Linked DNA regions of Sus scrofa: region 2 is linked to region 1. Evidence: chromatin contacts called from public Hi-C data. All regions are on one chromosome and are shown on one strand. Each heading gives the region's core, a stretch centred on a gene start, on an enhancer-like site or on the middle of the called end of the contact. The rest is flanking DNA. Distances are from core to core; before and after follow the strand shown.

Region 1 (7,065 bases), core at 1,842-4,341:
CGCCGAGGGGATCCACACTGGCCAGTTCGTGTACTGTGGCAAGAAGGGTAAGTCTCGCGCCTGGGATGCAAGGTCGGGGTGGGGCGGAGGGACGCTGAGGCGGAAGCCTCGACTGTTGAGGTTCGCTTGGCGGAAGCTCCCCGTGGGTGCCGCGCAGGCCTGAATTTCTGGGGGTAGGAGTTGGGACACACCGGCTTACCCCGCTGACGGCGCTGTCTCTCCTCCACGTGCAGCCCAGCTCAACATCGGCAATGTGCTCCCGGTGGGCACCATGCCCGAGGGCACCATCGTGTGTTGTCTGGAGGAGAAGCCTGGTGACCGGGGCAAGCTGGCCAGAGCCTCGGGGAACTATGCTACCGTCATCTCCCACAACCCCGAGACAAAGAAGACCCGCGTGAAGCTGCCCTCAGGCTCTAAGAAGGTCATCTCCTCGGCCAACAGGGCTGTGGTCGGTGAGTGGAAGGCAGCAGTTGTGAGGCTCCTGTGAAGAGTTAGCCGCTAGCAGGGCCCTGGAAGCCAGGAGAGCTGCTTACTCGCCTGAAGCAAGAGCTCCGTAGGCACCCCCGTGGTCTGTGTGGGCCGTTTGTGAAGTGGGTACAGCGGTTCCTGTTTAAGGGCTGGAGGCCGTAGAATGAGAGTGGCATCGTAAGGGCCTGTAAGGCAGGGCTCCTGCTGCTGTCTCTACCTGGTTAACTCTTTCCTGAGGGATGTGGTTTTCTTAAAGCCACGTACTGTGATAGGGTTTCAGCTCAAGTTTGCTTATTGTGCTTTTTGCTAATACCCTCGAATGTATGTGACAGGCCGGGTCCTTTTTTTTGTTTGTTTGTTTGTTTTTCTAGGGCTGCTTCCGCGGCATATGGAGGTTCCCAGGCTAGGGGTCTAATCGGAGCTGTAGCCACCAGCCTAGGCCAGGGCCACAGCAACGCCGGATCCTTAACCCACTGAGCAAGGGCAGGGATCGAACCTGCAACCTCATGGTTCCTAGTTGGAATCCTTAACTACTGTGCCACAACGGAAACTCGGCCCGGTCCTCTTTGATGGTGTGCTCACAGAACCAGCAAAGTGATGGCTGAGATGTGGCAGGCCAGGTTAGGTGCCCTGTTTGGGGTGGGGAGGCCATTCCTGTCGAACCTGCGTCGAGATAGGCATTCCAGAGGATATGAAGGAGGCCCTGGTTTATCCTATGGAGCCTGAAGAAACTTAACAGCTGACAGACAAGGGAACTTACTGCTTGGTTTTGAGGCTGCCTGGAGCATGTGATCCCCTTGGGGGATGGGGAACTGGCAAGGACCCAACAGGGGAAGTCTCCACCTGATGGAAGGTCCCCCCCAGTGCTGGGCAGGGTGTGGTAATCTGAGGTGCGTGGTCTTCAACAGGTGTGGTGGCTGGAGGTGGCCGCATTGACAAGCCCATTCTGAAGGCCGGCCGTGCCTATCACAAGTATAAGGCCAAGAGGAATTGCTGGCCACGCGTGCGGGGTGTGGCCATGAACGTAAGTTGCCCAGAAGTGGTTGTGGGGGGGTATTCATGTACAGGGGCTGTTGGACTGGGCAGGTTCCTTCCTGCAGTGTCCTTTTCCTTCTGCTGGGGGATTGTGGTGTGAGACACTGGGTGTTCGGTGAGCACAGGCCAGTTGATCCTGTCTTTCCTCAAGCCCTTCTGAGGTAGGTTGAGGCCTCTCCCACTTTAACACCACTTCTCTCTTCCTGCAGCCTGTGGAGCATCCCTTTGGAGGTGGCAACCACCAGCACATTGGCAAACCCTCTACCATCCGCAGAGATGCCCCTGCTGGCCGGAAAGTGGGTCTCATTGCTGCTCGCCGGACAGGGCGTCTCCGAGGAACCAAGACTGTGCAGGAGAAAGAGAACTAGGGGCTGGGGGCTCAATAAAGCTTGTCCTTTTCACAACCAAGCCGCACTCTCCTGTGGTTTCCGAGGGAGGGTTATGCTGCTAGGAGGACAGCCGTGGTGTTCCTGGTAGAGGGAGGAGGAAGATGGAGCAGATGCACCAGTGAACAGTGGAAGCCCATCCCCACTTGGCATGCTGAGTAGAGAAGCCTCCTCACAAGGACTGTAACCCTTTGTTTTGAGCACTTGGAGAATCTGGATGAGTGTGGGTGCTATTGGGTGGACAGCAGTACTATTTGGAAGCCACAGGCTGGAGAGCAGGGTGCCTGCTTGCCATGAAGGACCAGGCTAGTTGCTCAGAACAGATGGGCTTCCTTTTTGGCAGTTGTTACCAGCACCTTGTCGCAGACTGACAGGCTGGTCAAAGCTGATAGACCCAGGGGCCTCAAGCTGGGAGTGAAGGTCTATGAGATCCTCAGGACCAGGACACTTGCTTCCTGGGAACCAGACGGAGCCCCCCCAGCCCAGTGTTTCCCTTAAGCCACCGTGCCTGACTGACCACTGGAGTGTGGGTGGTTTGGAAGCAGACTGGGTGGAAGGGCACTGCCTGGAGTCTGGCAGCCACCATGCATGAGAACTGGTCACCCTTGCTGCTCTGAGGGCTGTGTGGCAGGGTCCCCCCTTGGTGATAGGGCCTACCTAGATGCCAGGTGGCTTCCTATACGCATGGCCCAACCTCATTTCTGGTCTTGCTTTCTGGAGACCTCACCCCCCCTGGGCAACTCATCACACTTAGTGACCCAGGAAGGCTAGGACCTTGGTCATGGTAAGAGGAGGGCAGTGTTTCTTCCTGCAGAAAAGAGCACCTGCCATGGTTCTTTAGACTATAATCTGCTTGCTTTACTGTTCCCCTTCTGGGTGAAGTGGCCTTGAGGCGTTTCCAGGTGGCTGGCCGAAGGGAAGGGTTTGTCCCAGGAGCACTCAGGCACGCTGCAAATCCTTTTCTGGTAATAGAGTGGACCCTGGGCCCTGTTTACAGGGGTTGGGGCTGGGACAGTGGGTTAAACTCTAAAATGGACTACGTTGACCAGTAAGCATCCTCTTCGCTTTCTGGGTGATCTCAGGGCTCTGAGGGTGTATGTTCCGCCTACTGTAAAGGAAAGAACTGATCTTTGGGGTGCAACGCCTTGAGCAGCCGGCCACCGAGACGTGGCGTCCGATTTCCAGAGCGGCAGGGGGCGGAGCAGGCCACGTCACTTCCGGCGGGGCTTCGCCGGCGGGTCTGGACCAGCCCGCGGGATCCACTAGGGCGGCCGCGGTTGGGCGGCGCTGAGGTGAGTGTGGGGAGGATGCTGCGGGGGCGGCGGCGGCCGCGGGGCTTCCCCGGCGCGGAGCGCGGATCCCCGAGACCTGCGCGCTACTCGGCGCCAGGCCGGGGTCTTTCCTCGCCGGGCCCGTTTCCCGCCGAAGGTCTCCATCACTGGTCCAGGCCGGTCCCGGGGCCTCCCCGCCTGACTCCTCTCCCGGGGGGGCCCCCCCGGGCTCCTTCTGCGTCCCGAGGTTCCTGAGACCGTCCTGCCGAAGGTAACAGGCCCGGTGGGCCGGGCCCTTCCCTCGCACTCGGGTCCCACTCTGCTGTCACACCCGCTCCACCCCGATCTATTCCTGCTGCTGCCTGTGTCGCTCGCCGTCAGTCTGCACGCTTCCCGCACGGCCCCGCCGCGGCCCGCCCCTACCCCGCCTTTAGCCGCCCTTCCCCCTGGATGTAGTTCCTTCCATCTGCTCCTCTTCTGCTTGTGGCTCTGAGGCATTTCTCCCAGTGACCAAAATTGTTTCCCTTCTTAGAGATTTTTATTCAAGATCTGACACCTTTTCATTGGCCCCATGGTTTGGTGCTTTTAATATGTAGCTTTAAAAAAATCTTTTCAATAAAACTTTAGAAATAAAATACAGAGAATGGATTAGCAAACACCAGAGATTGTTTCGCTGGGATTGTAAATTCCTTCTTTTTTTAATTTTTTTTATTTTAAGGGAACTGTTAAAATTACTCTTAGAGGAGTTCCCGTCATGGCGCAGTGGTTAACGAATCCGACTAGGAACCATGAGGTTGCGGGTTCGGTCCCTGCCCTTGCTCAGTGGGTTAACGATCCGGCGTTGCCGTGAGCTGTGGTGTAGGTTGCAGACGCGGCTCGGATCCCACGTTGCTGTGGCTCTGGCGTAGGCCGGTGGCTACAGCTCCGATTCAACCGCTAGCCTGGGAACCTCCGTATGCCGCGGGAGCGGCCCAAGAAATAGCAACAACAACAACAACAACAAGAGACCAAAAGACAAAAATAAATAAATAAATAAATAAAATAAAATTACTCTTAGAATCTTACCTAGCTTTCTCAGGCAGTGTCTATTTTGAACATTATCCTTACACCTTTTTTAAGTTTTATTGAGATAAAATTGTATTTAAGGTGTACAACTTGATTTTCAAATTTTATTTATTTTTTTACAGCTTGATTTTAATGTACGTGAACATTGTGAAATTATTACCATATTCAACCTAATTAACCTTCCATCATCTCACATAGGTACCATTTTCTTTGTTTCTTTGTTGTGAGTTCACTAAAGGTCTTTCCTCTTAGCAAATTTCAAAGTATACAGTGCAACATAAAGCGTAGCCCCCAGGCTGTACCTTAGATCTCTAGAATTTATTCATCTTGCATAATTGAAAGTTTGTATTCTGACCAACATCTCTCCATTTTCCCCAACCCCCAAACCCTGGCAACCACCACTCTACTCTGCTTCTATGATTTATTTAGACTATTATATTTTTATTTGTTTTTTTTGGCAGCCGCACCGAGGCACATGGAAGTTCCCAGGTCAGGGACTGAATACCAGCTGTAGCTGTGACCTACATCCCAGCTGTGGCAATGCTGGATTCTTTTTTTTTTTTTTTTTTTTTTGTCTTTTTGCCATTTCTTGGGCCGCTCCCTCGGCATATGGAGGTTCCCAGGCTAGGGGTCTAATTGGAGCTGTAGCCGCCTGGCCTATGCTAGAGCCACAGCAACGCGGGATCCAAGCCGCATCTGCATCCTACACCACAGCTCAGGGCATCACCGGATCCTTAACCCACTGAGCAAGGCCAGGGATCAAACCTGCAGCCTCATGGTTCCTAGTCGGATTCATTAACCACTGAGCCATGACAGGAACTCCAATGCTGGATTCTTTAACCTGTGCCTCTGCAGCAACCTGAGCCACTGCAGTCAGATTCTTAATCCACTGCACCTCAGTGGGAACTCCTGATTTGGACTATTTTAGATTCCACATATAAAAAGAACCATGCAGTGTTTGTCTGTGTCTGGCTTATTTCACCTAGCATGAGGCCCTCCTGGTTCATCTGTGTTGGTAAAGTGGCAGGATTTCATTCTTTTTAGAATGAGTGAATAATAACTGCTTTGTGTGTGTACCGCCCATTTTCTTTAACCCTTCATCCATGTGCAGAGACTTGGGTTGTTGACAGATCTTGGCTGTTTTGAATGAGGGAGCGGTGAACATGGGTTGCAGAACTCTCGCTGAGCTTCACATTTTCCTTCTTTGGATATATACTCAGAAGTAAGATTGCTGGATCATATGGTAGTTCCATTTTTTATATTTTGATGAATCTCCCTAGTGTTTTCCGTAGTTGCTGCAGCAATTTACATTTCCACAAACTGCGCAGAGGTTCCTTTTTCTCCACATCCCCACCAAGGTTTATTCTCTTTAGCTTTTTGATAATAGCCATGTCTAACAATGGCTGGTATCTCACTCTGGTTTTGATTTGCATTTCCCTGATGATGAGTGATGTTGAGTGCCTGAGCATGTAGCTCTTGTTTGTATGTCTTTTTTGGAGAAATCTGTATATTTGTCCCCCTCTTTTTATTTTTGGCTATGTGGGAGTTCCTGGGCCAAGGATCAGACCTGTACCACAGCAGCGACAATGCCAGATCCTCAACTTGCTGAGCCCGCAGGGAACTCTGCATATTATTTTGTTATAGCAGCTATAAGCATTTTTAAGAAACATCTAGGCCATATTTTTGTGCCATAGAAAGCAGGGTCAAATTGTATTTCCCTGTGGAAAATCAGTTGTGCCAGCTCCACTTATGGAATATGGTGTGTTGCTGTTCAGGTCGCAAGTATGTTATTAATACATGCATGGATCTGTTCCATATCTTCTTTCCTGCAGCATAGGTTGCACCTGCAGCTTGGCTCTGATCCCTGGCCCAGGAACTCAGTATGCTGCAGGATAGCCAAAAATAAAGTGGAGGAAAAATCCAAGAGGTTCCAAAAAGCAAAACTTTAATTTGATACACTTGGCAACATAGTATTTTCATTGTATCTACAACTATTTGTGTAGCTTTTTTTTTTTTTGCCTTTTTTAGGGTGGCTTCCTGCAGCATATGGAGGTTTCCAGGCTAGGGGTCTAATCGGAGCTGTAGGTGCCGGCCTACGCCAGAGCCACAGCAACACCGGATCCGAGCTGAGTCTGCAGCCTACACCACAGCTCACGGCCACCCTGAATCCTTAACCCACTGAGCAAGGCCAGGGATCAAACCTGCAACCTCATGATTCCTAGTCAGATTCGTTAACCACTGTGCCACTACGGGAACTCCTATTTATGTAGTTTTTACATTGTATTTACTTTGTATTAGATGTGATAAGTAATCCAGAGGTGATTTGAAGAATATGGGAGGAGTTCAGTTGTGGCTCGGCGGTAAGGAACCCAACCAGTATCGATGAGGATGTGGGTTTGATTCCTGCCCCAGTTCAGTGGGTTAAGGATCCTGTGTTGTCATGAGCTGTGGTGTAGGTTGCAGACACAGCTTGGATCTGGCGTTGCTGTGGCTGTGGTGTAGGCCAGCAACTGCAGCTCTGATTCATTCCCTAGCATGGGAACTTCCATATGCCGTGGGTGCCACCCCACCCCCAAATTAAAGTATATGGGAGATTAGGGAGGCTGTGTGTGCATTATATGCAAGAACTATGCCATTGTATATAAGGGACTTGAGCATTTTTGAATTTTGGTAGCCAAGGTGGGTGTCCTGGAGTCATGTCTACTACTACTACTACTGTCTACTACTACTAACCCCAACCCTAACCCTTGATATCTGGCAGGCTATGCCTCTGCTTTAGTCTTTCATTTTTTTGGCTGCATCTGCAGCATGTGGAAGTTCCCAGGCCAGAGGTTGAACCC
Region 2 (7,181 bases), core at 3,751-6,250, 46 kb before region 1:
TCCAGCTTATAGGGTTGCCAATTGCCGGGCAAACAGTCCATGCATAACAGCACAGCAGGTGACAGGATCACGACCACATTTCTGTAGATTCCCTCAGCAAGGAGCACAAATGACAGATCATTTATTTCTTAGGCTCCTCAGACCCACAAGATGACAGGAAGCACAGACAGCAGATTCCTCTGTTGCTTGGCATCAACTCCAAACCAAACTACCTCCAGGCAGCTTTGCTCTGCAGCTGTACCCCAAGGGAAACAAAATGGAAAGTCCAGTAAAGACGGCATCACAGTTGATTCTACAAGATTGATTGTCTTCCTTTGTTTCCAGGGAGCCTCCGGCATTCTGCCAAGACTCAGCTCAGGCTGCAACTCAGCCTTGGCCACATGGCCAGTGTGGAAATGTACAGAGCTGTTCCCTGCACTAATGACCTCCCTTTTGCTAAAACCAGTGCGTGCGTTTTATTATTTTTTTAAGTTATCATGTTATTATAATTAATTTTCGTCTTTTTTTGTGTGTGTCTTTTTGCTATTTCTAGGGCCGCTCCCGCGGCATATGGAGGTTCCCAGGCTAGGGGTCGAATCGGAGCTGTAGCCACCGGCCTACGCCAGAGCCACAGCAACGCGGGATCCGAGCCGCGTCTGCAACCTACACCACAGCTCACGGCAACGCTGGATCCTTAACCCATTGAGCAAGGCCAGTAATCGAACCTGCAACCTCATGGTTCCTAGTTGGATTCGTTAACCACTGAGCCACGATGGGAACTCCCCTTCTTTTTTTTTTTAATGGCACACAACAGCATACAGAAGTTTCCAGGCTAGGGATCAAATCAGAGCTGCAGCACCACAGCTCACAGCAATGCCAGATCCTTGACCCACTGAGCAAGGCAAGGAATTGAACCCATGTCCTCATGGATATTAGTCAGGTTCATTACCACTGAGCCGCAATAGGAACTCTGACGCATATTTTAGTGTTCATCTTATTCTACCTCTCAGAGATAATTGACACAATGGACCTACTATCCTTTTTTTAAAAATAACTTTTAGGAGTTCCCTTGTGGCACAGTGCGTTAAGTGTCCAGCATTGTCACTGCAGTGGCCCAGGTCGCTGCTGCAGTATGGATTCAATCCCTGGCCCAGGAACTTCCATATGCCTTGGATGTGGTCCAAAACAAACAAACCCTTTTTGGTCATTGGTTAATAAGCATACATAAAAATGTGCAAAAAGGAGTTCCCCTCTGCGGCGCAGTGGGTTAAGGATTCAGTGTTGCCACAACTGTGGTGTAGCTCCCAGCTGCAGCTCAGATTTGATCCCTGGTCTGAGAACTTCCGTGTGCCAAGGGTGCAGCCGAAAAAGGAAAAAGACACGTACGGACATTATAAATGTACAGTTTCATAAATTGTCCCAAAGTGAACCCCACCCAGTTAAGAAACAGAAGATGAATAGGACTCAAAGGAGTTCCCTGGTGACACAGTGCGTTAAGTCTGGTGTCACTACTATGGCTCTGGTTACTGGTATGGCACAAGTTTGATCCCTGGCCCCAGAAATTTTTTATGCTGTGTGCACAGACAAAATATAAAAAAATTTTTTTTAATTAGCCAAACTCATAGAAACAGTAAAATGGGGAGAGTTGGAGGGATGCTGGTGGTTGGAAGAGGGTGAAATGGGGAGGTGACGGTCAGAGGTTACAGTTTCAGTTATACAAGAGAAATAAGTTCCAGAAATATACAGCATTGTACAGATAACAATACTGCACTGTACACTTGAAGTTGTCTAAGAGGATAAAACTTACATGTGTTCTTCACACATAAGTAATAATAATAAAGGGGCAGGAGGAAACGCTGGGAGGTGACGGACATGTTTATTTGTGGTAGTGGTGTTGGTTTCATGGCCGTACACTTGTCTGCAAACTCATCGAGTTGTATGCATTAAATATGCGCAAGTTTTTACATGTCAATCATAACTCAGTAAAGTGGAGTTGTAATAATAACAACAACAAAATTCACATGCCATGGGGTGGCCAAAAAAGAAAACAAAGCAAAAACAAAAACTAAACACACACCTGTTCTGATCCAGGAAATTCATTCCTAACCATTTAACAAAGAGAAATGAAAACATACACAAAAGACTTCTACATGAAAGTTCACAGCAGCTCTATTTATTTTTATTTTTTTTATTTTTTGTCTTTGTCTTTTTAGGGCCGAAACCAAGGCATATGGAGGTTCCCAGGCTAGGGGTTGAATCAGAGCTATAGCTGCCAGCCTATGCCACAGCCACAGCAATGCCAGATCCAAGCCACATCTGTCTGTTCTAGGACAAAATGGAAGAGATTGCTGACAGCCGGCAACAGCATGAAAGAATCACATTATGTGGAGCTGGACCCGAAGAGCATATACTATTTATCTTCATTTAGGTAAAGTTCCAGGAAAGCCAAAGCTAACCTGTACGGAAATTATGGCCTAAGCGTCCTGGGGAGCAGTGGGAGGTCTGACTAAACCCAGAGCCTGGAGTACACCAGGGGCTTATCTGCTGAGGGGGGCTGGGCAGCCTTTGGCATAAACGAGCCTGTTCAAGGCTGAGCTCTTCCCTCACTGTGCTCACAGGCAGAGAGGTTCTGACGGACCCAGCCTGGGTCAGGGTCCTACAGTCCAGGCCATCAGTCCCTGATGCTGAGATCCTCTGAGCCACCACGTTCTCATCATAGGACACTGGAACAGATAACATGAGAGGGGCCAGCCACTTTGGTCTGGACGTCCACCAAGCCTTTTCCATACCCGTGCCTGTCTGATGCTTTGGCCTCTTTCCCGCTTCAGCTGGACAGCTTTCACTCATCACAGTATTTTGCAAGTTCCCCTATGTCCTAGCATGCCAGTACTCCACTCTTCTTTGTTGCTGAATGCTGTTCCATTGAGGGGATAGAACACAATATGCTCATGCATTTGCCAGCTGATGTACATTTGTGTTTTTATATCTTTGGTTATTATGAATAATGTTGCTAAGATTTTTATGCAAGATTTTGTATGAACATATCTTCATTTTTCTTGTGCATATAACCAGGGATGGAATTGCTGGGCTATATAAATATTTCCAAGTTTTTTAAAAGTTAAAAATTTTTTTTCCCATTATAGCTGGTTTACAGTGTTCTGTCAATTTTCTACTGTACAGCAAGGTGACTCAATTACACATACATGTATACATTCTTTTTTCTCCCATTATCCTGCTCCATCATAAGTGACTAGACATAGTTCCCAATGCTACAGAGCAGGATCTCATTGCTCATCCATTCCAAAGGCAACGGTTTGTGTCTATTGACCCCAGACTCCCAGTCCATCCCACTCCCTCCTCCTCCCCCTTGGCAACCCCAAGTCTGTTCTCCATGTCCATGATTTTCTTTCCTGTGGAGAGGTTTGTTTGTGTCGTATATTAGATTCCAGATATAAGTGAGATCATATGGTATTTGCCTTTCTCTTTCTGACTTACCTCACTCAGTATGAGTCTCTAGTTCCATCCATGTTGCTACAAATGGCATTATTTTGTTCTTTTTTATGGCTGAGTAGTATTCCATTGTGTACATATACCACATCTTCTTAATCCATTCATCTGTCAATGGACATTTAGGTTGTTTCCATGTCTTGGCTATTGTGAACTTTTTTTTTTTTTTTTTTTGTCTTTTTGCCATTTCTTTGGGCCACTCCCACGGCATATGGAGGTTCCCAGGCTAGGGGTTGAATCGGAGCTGTAGCCCCCAGCCTATACCACAGCTCACGGCAACGCCAGATCGTCAACCCACTGAGCAAGGGCAGGGATCGAACCCACAACCTCATGGTTCCTAGTCGGATTCGTTAACCACAGCGCCATGACGGGAACTTTTTTTTTTTTATAGTGAACATTTTTAACCTTTTAAGATACTGCAAAACTCTTTTCCAGTGTAGCTGGACCACTCTCCCCTCCCACCAACCATGTAGAAGGGTTTCATTTTGTCCATGTCTTCCCAACACTTGTTATTTGTCTTAGTCTGTTTGGGGTACTATAATGAAATACTACAGATTGGGTGGGTAATAAACAACAGAAACTAACTTCGCACAATTTTGGAAACTGGAAGTGTGATATCAGGAGGCAGCATGGTCAGATTCTAGTGAAAGATAGCTACCGGGCTGCAGACTGCCGAATTCTGATGGTGTCTTCATACAGTGGAAAGAGCTAGTCAGCTCTCTGTCTCTTTCTCTCTCTTTTTTTTGTTCGTGTTGAAGTATATGGAAATTCCTGGGCCAGGGATCAAACTGGAGCCACAGCAATGACAATGCCAGATCCTTCACCCACTGACTCCTGTGGTCTCTTCTGAAGGGACACTAAGACCATGCATGAGGGCTCCCCTCCTGACCTGAGTGCCTCTCCAAGGCCTTATCTCCAAACACCATTACAGTGGGATTAGGGTTTCAACATAGGAATAAACATTCAGTTCAATGTGGGAACTCCTCACTGATTTCTTAAAACACCTCTTTACTGGCGTTCCCCGGTGGTGCAGCCCCAACGAATCCGACTAGTACCCATGAGGACGGCTGTTCTATCCCTGGCCTCACTCAATGGGTTAAGGATATGCGTTGCCCGTGAGCTGTGATGTAGGTCACAGACACAGCTACATTCCGCGTTGCTATGGCTGTGGTGTAGGTCTGCTATAGCTTCAATTCGACCGCTAGCCTGGGAACCTCCATATGCCGAGGGTGCCGCCCTAAAAAAGCAAAAAAAACCAAAAAACCCCAAACCCCACCACCTTATTGAGACGAATGCACACCCTATTCAATTCAGTCATTCAAAGCGTACAGCAGAGAGGCGAGGTACGCTCACAATCACCGTGCAGCCGCCCCCCCAGGCCACGGCCGTGCTCTTCCCCTCTCCCGCCGCCACCAGACACGCAGAGAAGGGCGGAAGCGCGCCTTGCCCACCGGGATCCCCAGGAGGAACCCGGAGGCCTAGGCCCCGCCCTTCCGGCCGCGGGTCCCGGGGGCGGGGCCACCCGCCGGTCTAGAGCCGCCCGGAAGTGCCTCCGGGTCGCTTCCGGAAGCCGGGCCTCCCTGCCGCTCTTTGCTCTGCACCGCTCGCCAGGTGTGTGGGAGGCGCGGGCGGCGGGACTGGGAGTGGGTGGCCCTGCCGCGCGGGGCGGCGGACTCGTGCAGGTCCCTTGGCCGCCGGACGCTCTGGAGGCAATCGGCCTGTCCGGCAGGTCGGGGCGGGACCCGAGCGCGCTGACCGCGGCCGGGGCGCGGCGGCTCGGGCGCGCTTGGGTGGCCGCCCAGGCGCGCTCCTTCCTCCAGGCCGGCGGCGGGGCAAGGGTCGGCTGAGGGTAGCGGGCTGGCCTCCGGGGAGCCGGGCCTGAGCGTCAGGTGGCGGGCAGTAAAATGCTCTCCCGATCCTGGCCGGGTCCCCAGGGAGAACCCTCGCGTTCTGGCACTGGGCGGTAGTTGACAGCCAGCATTAGGGGCCTGGCCTTCCGGTGGGAGTGGGCTGCGGCGAAGCCAGTGGAGAGTTCCCTGTGCCCCCGAGCTCCGCCCCCGGCCCCCCAGGCCCCCTTTCCGCTGCGCTGTGAGGACCAAGGGCTGTGATGGGCTTGTGACCGCCCTCCTCCAGCACCCAGGCGATTATTATGGGCGGTGCTCTCGTGCATAGGCACGTGTTGGAGTTGGTCACTGAGACGAGCTCTTCCTTCAGGGACTGCACCTAAAGTTTGTTGTCACACGCCCCTCAGCCCCTCCTACCCTGGGGGTCGCCGTCTGGTCCCCTCATGCTGTGGTGAAAACAGCAGGGACTTCTGAGTAGATGAGCCTGGGTTCTAGTCCTTGACTCGGGCATTTGTTTGAGCCTAGATTTCCTCGTTGGTAGGTTGAGAACAATAACCTGCTCTTGCAGAGTCGTGAGGCTCGCAGGTGGAATAGTTAGTAGACTGGTCCTGGAGTCATCTGTGGTAGCGGCAGTGGCTTTTGTGTCATTGTATTCTCTGGAAACCCCCCCCCCCCACACACACACACCTTTTTTCGGCTGCCCTCTGGGTATGGAGTTCCCCGGGCAGGGATCAGATCTGAGCCACATCAGTTTGACCGCAGCTGCAACAACCCGGATCCTTTAACCCACCGTGTCGGACTGGGTGAGGATAGACTCTTCATTCTGGCGCTTAAGAGACGCCGCCCATCCCGTGGAGCCACAGCAGGAACTCCTTTCTGGACCTTTTTTCTCCTTCATTCTTTCATCTGTTATTTATTTGAACTTATGCGTGCTCCCCTGTGGTTCGGTTCTCTTGCTTGTCTCCTGCCGACGTCTGATGTCAGCATTAGGCAGGTGGAGAGCATATTGGTCCTCATTTGCTGGCCCAAAGGCCATGGGAGTCACTGGGCTTCTCTCCCACACCTCTTTCCAGGCACTTGCAGCTGGGAGCTCTCCTCTGGGCTGGCTGATCAAAGAGCAGGAAGCAGCGATGTCTGCTGTGGGTTCTGCAGCTCCATACCTGCATCACCCTGCTGACAGTCACAGTGGCCGGGTGAGTTTCCTGGGGACCCAGCTGCCCCCAGAGGTGGCATCCATGCTGCGGCTCCTGGGAGACCTGGACAGGGGCACGTTCAGAAGATTGTTGAAGCTGGTGGTCAGCAGCCTGCAGGGAGAAGACTGCCGCGAGGCTGTGCAACGCCTCAGGGCTGGTGCAGACCTGCCTGAGGAGCGACTGGGTGCCCTGATTGCTGGCATACACACCCTGCTCCAGCAGGCCCTCCGGCTGCCCCCGGCCAGCTTGAAGCCTGATGCCTTCAAGAACCAGCTCCAGGAGCTCTGCATCCCCCAGGACCTGGTTGTGGACTTGGCCAGTGTGGTGTTTGGGAGCCAGCGGCCTCTCCTTGACTCTGTGGCCAGGCAGCAAGGAGCCTGGCTGCCCCACGTTGTCGACTTTAGGTGGAGGGTGGACGTGGCCATCTCCACCAGCGCCCTGACCCGCTCCTTGCAGCCGAGCGTCCTGATGCAGCTGAAGCTTTCGGATGGATCCGCACACCTCTTCGAGGTCCCCACGGCCAAGTTCCAGGAGCTGAGGTTCGCCGTGGCCCTGCTCCTGAAAGAGATGGCCGACCTGGAGAAGAGATGCGAGCGCAAACTGCAGGACTAACCCTCCCCCGCCAGTCCCCTTCTGGTCACCCCGGGGACAGCTGGCT

The links. Hi-C and Micro-C count contacts between places; a contact is called where the count stands out from the background.
Region 2: a Hi-C map of skeletal muscle shows a contact between it and region 1, with 4 times the contacts expected there. The contact joins the promoter of COMMD5 here to the promoter of ZNF34 in region 1. A contact is called at or near these places in 2 of 47 Hi-C or Micro-C datasets (liver and skeletal muscle) and 2 of 2 datasets of contacts at active chromatin or transcription factors (alveolar macrophages and skeletal muscle).

What each region holds. Positions count from the first base shown.
Region 1 is chr4:130,951-138,015 of Sscrofa11.1, reverse strand. ZNF34 (zinc finger protein 34) reads left to right here and starts at 3,091. Exons shown (of 5, transcript XM_003125455.6): 1 at 3,091-3,181. RPL8 (60S ribosomal protein L8) reads left to right here. Exons shown (of 6, transcript XM_005655297.3): 3 at 1-47; 4 at 234-452; 5 at 1,377-1,492; 6 at 1,713-1,911. The coding sequence ends at 1,871.
Region 2 is chr4:178,661-185,841 of Sscrofa11.1, reverse strand. It overlaps COMMD5 (COMM domain-containing protein 5), which reads left to right and starts at 5,000. Exons shown (of 2, transcript XM_003125430.5): 1 at 5,000-5,097; 2 at 6,404-7,181. The coding sequence starts at 6,461. The coding sequence ends at 7,135. It overlaps LOC102158405 (a long non-coding RNA gene), which reads left to right. Exons shown (of 3, transcript XR_002343681.1): 1 at 1-444; 2 at 2,309-2,407; 3 at 2,598-3,158.